2 separate regions of the Sus scrofa genome follow, and region 1 is linked to region 2. The links are chromatin contacts, called in public Hi-C maps. All regions are on one chromosome and are shown on one strand. Each heading gives the region's core, a stretch centred on a gene start, on an enhancer-like site or on the middle of the called end of the contact. The rest is flanking DNA. Distances are from core to core; before and after follow the strand shown. Region 1 holds the start of LEAP2 (liver enriched antimicrobial peptide 2). Region 2 holds the start of SHROOM1 (protein Shroom1).

Region 1 (2,700 bases), core at 150-2,649, 42 kb before region 2:
AATCTCAGACACCTTCTTTTTTGTGACTCTTGGTGGCTTGGGCTTTTATTGTTTCGTTTCACTGGTTGTTCTTCCAGTTCTGCCTCTATTTATGAACAGACTGAGGTACATCATCAGGTAGCGAGTTGCAAGCATTCCCCATCTTTGGTACCTCCCTGGAGAGTTCTTTACATGGAGTGAAGGAGTAGCGTCCAGTTTATGAACTTGGCAAGGCTGATCATTAGCTATTACTAAACTTTTGCCTGGAGCCTGCTGTTGGTTATTTCTTGAAAAAAATGCTCTCACTGCACGTTCCAGATTAAGAAGTTAGCACATTGTTATTAGGCAGTGCGGTGTTTTCCTGTCTTCCACAAAATGAATCCTTTTCCTCAAAAGTGTGAATTCCAGGCTGCCACAGTTTAAATAATAGTACACATAGAAAAATAAACTCTTAAGTTGACAAGTTGTTAGGCTTATCTACATATGAACATTCTAAGAAGAAATGGAGACCGATTTAAAGCATACATCTGTCTTTAAAAACACAAGGTTGCTTCACTTAAGTGTCTCCAGTCAAATGCAGTTAACCAATATTCCATAGAACGGAGCATTGTCGCAGGTAAGTGCTGTCCTCTCCCCCTGGTATTTACATCATTCCTGGGCCACACTTAGGGAACAGCGTCTTTTTCTAAGGGAAAAGAAAAAGTGATATTGGAGACAAAAGTCTCGCAGTGCCCAGAGCCACCTCTGCTGCATTTCCTTCCTCTGGCTGATACCCAATCTCAGCGTGGAGCAGAGAAAAAGGCAGCACTCTCTCGTGGTATCTGTGTGGAGCCCTTCCTGGCCCTTAACTCTTGTCTTCTCCGTGGAGCTCCCAGGCTCAGCCCAGGCGGTCCTCCAACCCAGTTTGCTTCTTAGGTCTGTGCGTGCACTGCTCTCTCTTTTGCCCAGCTTCCCAGGCCCCTTGCCCCCTTCCCAGGCCCCAGGTTTGGGGAGTACCTGCACAGCCTCGTGAGGCACTCCGAATCATCTCTGCAAGAGGCTCCAATGGGCCTGAGGGAAACCGCTCTCCAAAATGGAGTCATTCTCCTCGGCCTTTTCTTGGCGGAACTCAGTTCCGGTATCGGGGAGCCGTGGACCTGAATGGCAAAGACAGATTGACCTCAGGTATGTTGGAGATGACACTGCTGTACACCTTGTAAGAACGATCACCCCCTGGATGCTGTAGACTCAGAGCAGAGGGACTCTTCCTCAGGACCGAGTCTGGCTCTCAGGTTCTGCTTACAGTTCCACCACCGCCACCATCCACCCACACCCATGTGTGTAGCCTTCTTTCCTTACCTGGACTGCCAGCAACAGGCAGATGACGAGTACTGCAAAGAGTTTAAGGTGCCACATCTTGATCGAGGGGGGGATGCTGGAGCCTGAAGAGACAGTTCCCACTTCCTTTTATAGACAAACCCGCCTCTGATGGTTGCCAGGTGAGATGGGGGCAAAGTTTATATTTGCAGTCAGGGTCGATTTAATAAGTTAATGTCTACCAGAGAGGAATGTGCCCAAGGCCTGCCCTTCAGGCACGTCGCATTTACTGATCCCTCGTGGACTTTGAGTGATCATGTTGCTGGTTTGGACCCTTCCCTCCACTACCTCCTCCCCTTTGAAAAGCCACGTGAAGCCACTGAGGGAGAGCTGGGCACCCAGCCATGATTTGATTCCAAAATAGCTCAGTGAGTTCACGCCAGTCAAAATAGAATTCTAATGAGGTCTTCAGAAAGCGTGTTGACCCCTTTCCTTGTGTAGAAAAGAAGCGCTGATCTATTTTGTTACAGGCAATTGGATAGGGCCCTTCCTTATCTCCCTTCTGTGGGAGGGTGCTTCTGCAAGCATGAGCTACAGTGCCCCAGATCCCCATTTGTATAGATGGACTGTCACTCTAATTATCTGCTCCACATCTCCCTACGAGAATGGAAAACCAGCTGCAGAAAGTTCAAAGTCTGGCCAACCTTCCATCTCCCAGGGGAAGGGCAGTCAGGACGGACTGGTGGTGGCTCAGTCATGGGTGAATTGAATGAAGGAGTATAGGTTGACTTTGCTTTTTAAAAATGTGAATGAAGAGGAGTTCCCGTCATGGCTCAGTGGTTAACAAACCCGACTGGGAACCCTGAGGTTGCGGGTTCGATCCCTGGCCTTCCTCAGTGGGTTAAGGATCCAGCGTTGCTGTGAGCTGTGGCGTAGGTCACAGATGCAGCTCAGATCCTGTGTGGCTGTGGCGTAGGCCGGAGGCTACAGCTCCGATTAGACCCCTAGCCTGGGAACCTCCGTATGCTGCGGGTGTGGCCCTAGAAAAGACAAAAAGACCAAAAAAAAAAAAAAAAAAGTGAATGAAAAGATAGCAGGGGCTCCTAACTCAGTGGAAAAACTTAGTGGTGGTGACAGATGTTGCAAACCTTGAATTACTAGCTTTGCTGCCAACAGTTAAGCCTTTTAACAGAGCACCTTCCTCCAGCAGCCTCAGGAAGCAGGCACAGGGTTGAGATCTCCCCAAAGCCTGAAACATCTGTCACCATAAGTAGGAACCCCTGCAGGTTTCTAGCCCAAGAAGGTGTCCCAAAACCTTGAATGGTTATGGGCAGTCATTAAATGACACAGGCATTTTAACAAATTTGTTGGGAAAGGTCTGAATTCTGAGTAAGGAGGTTTATAGGACTTTAGATCTTCCTATGA
Region 2 (2,732 bases), core at 212-2,711:
CCCTCCAGTCCCCATAGCCCATAGGGAGCTCCTGGTTCCAAGACTCAAAGCTGCTTTCACCCTTATCCAGGCACACCCACCCAGTCCCTCCCCTCACTCCTCCTCCTGGCACTGGGGAAGTATTGATTTCTGGCTGTTCCTGCTCCAAGCTGGGCTTGCCCGCTCCTTTGGTTCCCAACAACTGGAGTCACATGATCAGTGTGCATGGTGGCAACTGCCTCACTCATTCTGTCCCCTTCCTCAGAAAAGACAAGTAGGGAGAGAAGAGTGGCTAGAAGCAAAGGTGCCCTCTTCCTTCCTACCCCCCATCTACTCCTTGTAAGGCTGCTCCATTCCTTGTCATTCAACAAATATTTATCATCATTACCTGCCAGGCACTGACGGTACAGAGATGTGTAAGCGCAGGGCCTGTCCTCAGGAAGCTCAGGGGTGGACATGGGGAGACTGAATCACTAGTACACGGCCGCCAATCAATGTAGGGTTGACTGCTGTGATGGGGGAAGGCTCAGGAACCGCTGGGAACCCGAAAGGTCAGGAGACCTCTAAGCTGAGCCCTGTAGGAGCAAGAGTGGCAGGACAAAGAGACCGGTGAGCCTGTCATTCCTAGACAAAAGGCAGAGGCTCCCAAGCAGGGGACATATTATCCAGGAATCTGCCAGTATTTTGAAGCGGCGGGGAGGGGGGGTCACCATTTACCACAGTGGAGTCTGGGCTTTGTTGGAGGCTTCAGGCATCTGGGGGGTGGGTGGGGTTAAACTGGCTTTCAGCAGGGTTTGCTTCTAGGAAATCGATTCTGGCTGCAGTAAGTTTGGAGGCAGGCCCAGATTCCAGGCAGGGATCTGACTCTTACCAGCTGTGTGCCTCTGGGCAAATCATTTCTCCCTCAGAACCTCGGTGTCCTCATCTGTAAAAATGCAGACAGCACTTGTGAGGGTCAAGATAAATATTTATTGAAAGCACCTGGAGCACAACCAGCCCAGAGGGAGGGAGGAAGGCTCTGAAGCTGCTCCTGCCACCTGACCCGGCCTCCCCCACCTCCTTTCTTTGTTGGCCTGCGATCTCGGACTTGATCTCGGATCTTGACCATTGTTTATCAGGGAAAGATCACAGGGAGAAGCTAACAAAGCTGCCAGGAAGCAGCCTGGGTGGGACAGGCTGGGGGAGGGAAGGAGTATGGGTACATGCAGCGCTCCAGAAGGTGCCAGGGTAGAGCCAGGGCTGCTAGCCAAGAGCGCGCCCCAGCGGGGAATGGGCTAGTCGCCAAGAATAAGTGAACTAAGGCCCTCACCCTCCATAGTGGCTCCCTTGGTCCTACTGCCCTTGCTAGCCCCGACTAAGGGGGTGACAAATGCTGGCGCCAAGGATCCTGTGGCCAGAGAGAGGATGTGTAAGCACCAGGCCCTCTGTGATGGAGGGGCCAGCAGGCTGCCCCAACCCTTCCCAGGAGCGCCTCACCCACCGCACCACGTCTGCTCTTCCAGGCCAGCCTCGGCCCTCGTCGGAGCCATGGAGGCCCTGGGTCCTGGAGGCGACCGCGCCTCCCCAGCCTCATCCACTCGCAGCCTGGACTTGCGGCGGCTGTCTGCGCGCGCTGACTCGGCCTACGGCTCTTTCTCCGCCGCCTCCGGCGGTCCGGAGCCGCGCACACCTTCGCCGGGGACCCGCCCGCTCCCCTACCTGGACTGGGACTACGTGCGCGTGGTCTGGGGAGGCCCGGCCCCCGCCGCGCCCGCCGCGGGCCCTCGCACCTGCCCGCAGCCCCGGCCTGCGGCGGCCGCGCACAGCGGGCCGCGTCCCCCTGAGCTCCAGGGCACCCCAGGGCCTCTCAGCCGCCACGCCACCCCGCTGCTGTACGCGCTGGCGGCCGAGGCGGAGGCCGCGGCGCGGGCCGCCGAGCCGCCCAGCCCGCCGGCCTCGCGGGCCGCCTACCGCCAGCGGCTGCAGGGCGCGCAGCGGCGAGTGCTCCGGGAGACGTCCTTCCAGCGCAAGGAGCTCCGCATGAGCCTGCCCGCCCGCCTGCGGCCCGCGGCCCCCGTGCGGCCCTCCGCCGCGCACCCGCGCTCCGCCTCGCTCAGCCACCCCGGGGGGAAGTGGAGCCGCCGCGCCCCGGGGCTCCCGGGCCGGGAACCTCTGGCCGGGGACGCCTGGCCAACCAGCAGCGGAAGTGGTGCTTCTCCGAGCCGGGGAAGCTGGATCGCGTGGGTCAGGGGGGTGCGCCGGCCAGGGAATGTTCGGGGGAGGCCCGCTCCAGCTCAGGCCTTGGGAGGCTGGAGCCCCAGGAAGAGCAGCCGCGGACCCCGGCGGAGTTCGATGGTCACCAGATCAGGTGGCTGCCTGTGACCCAGCCCCGAGACATCGAGGACCCGAAACCCCGGTCCTTGAGGCTCGGCCATGGCTACAGACCTGCCGGTCGGAGTTGGAGCGCTTCAGGAGAAGTCTTGGCCCCGTGGGGAAGTTCAGGAGGGGTCATGCCCATTCCGCAGGTATGGAAGATGGGGGTTGCCAGCTTGGGATGGGGGCAGCTGGAAGACTGAAAACCTGAGCAACATTTCATCCATCTGCTTGCCTTTCCAGGCTGTTCCCCAAGGAGCAGAAACCACCAGCAGACCGTTGTTTCTGACCAAACGTTCTAGGTGAGAGACATGGACCCCTCTGGGGAATGAAAGCTGGGGGCAGGCAGCTTTCATAGATCCTGCCCAAGAAAGAAGAGGGCCTCCCACTTAGCCTCAGTT

What was found. A called contact is a pair of places that touch in the nucleus more often than the background predicts.
Region 1: a Hi-C map of liver shows a contact between it and region 2, with 5 times the contacts expected there. The contact joins the promoter of LEAP2 here to the promoter of SHROOM1 in region 2. A contact is called at or near these places in 2 of 5 promoter capture datasets (both in liver), 13 of 47 Hi-C or Micro-C datasets (adipocytes, embryonic fibroblasts, heart right ventricle and 5 more) and 1 of 2 datasets of contacts at active chromatin or transcription factors (skeletal muscle).

The regions. Positions count from the first base shown.
Region 1 is chr2:135,193,150-135,195,849 of Sscrofa11.1, reverse strand. It overlaps LEAP2 (liver enriched antimicrobial peptide 2), which reads right to left and starts at 1,399. Exons shown (of 3, transcript NM_213788.1): 1 at 1,318-1,399; 2 at 976-1,115; 3 at 382-664. The coding sequence starts at 1,374. The coding sequence ends at 628.
Region 2 is chr2:135,151,269-135,154,000 of Sscrofa11.1, reverse strand. It overlaps SHROOM1 (protein Shroom1), which reads left to right and starts at 1,461. Exons shown (of 8, transcript XM_021084746.1): 1 at 1,461-2,089; 2 at 2,092-2,483; 3 at 2,575-2,633. The coding sequence starts at 1,507. It overlaps LOC102159960 (a long non-coding RNA gene), which reads right to left and starts at 1,551. Exons shown (of 6, transcript XR_002341904.1): 1 at 1,460-1,551; 2 at 1,289-1,366; 3 at 851-904; 4 at 1-554.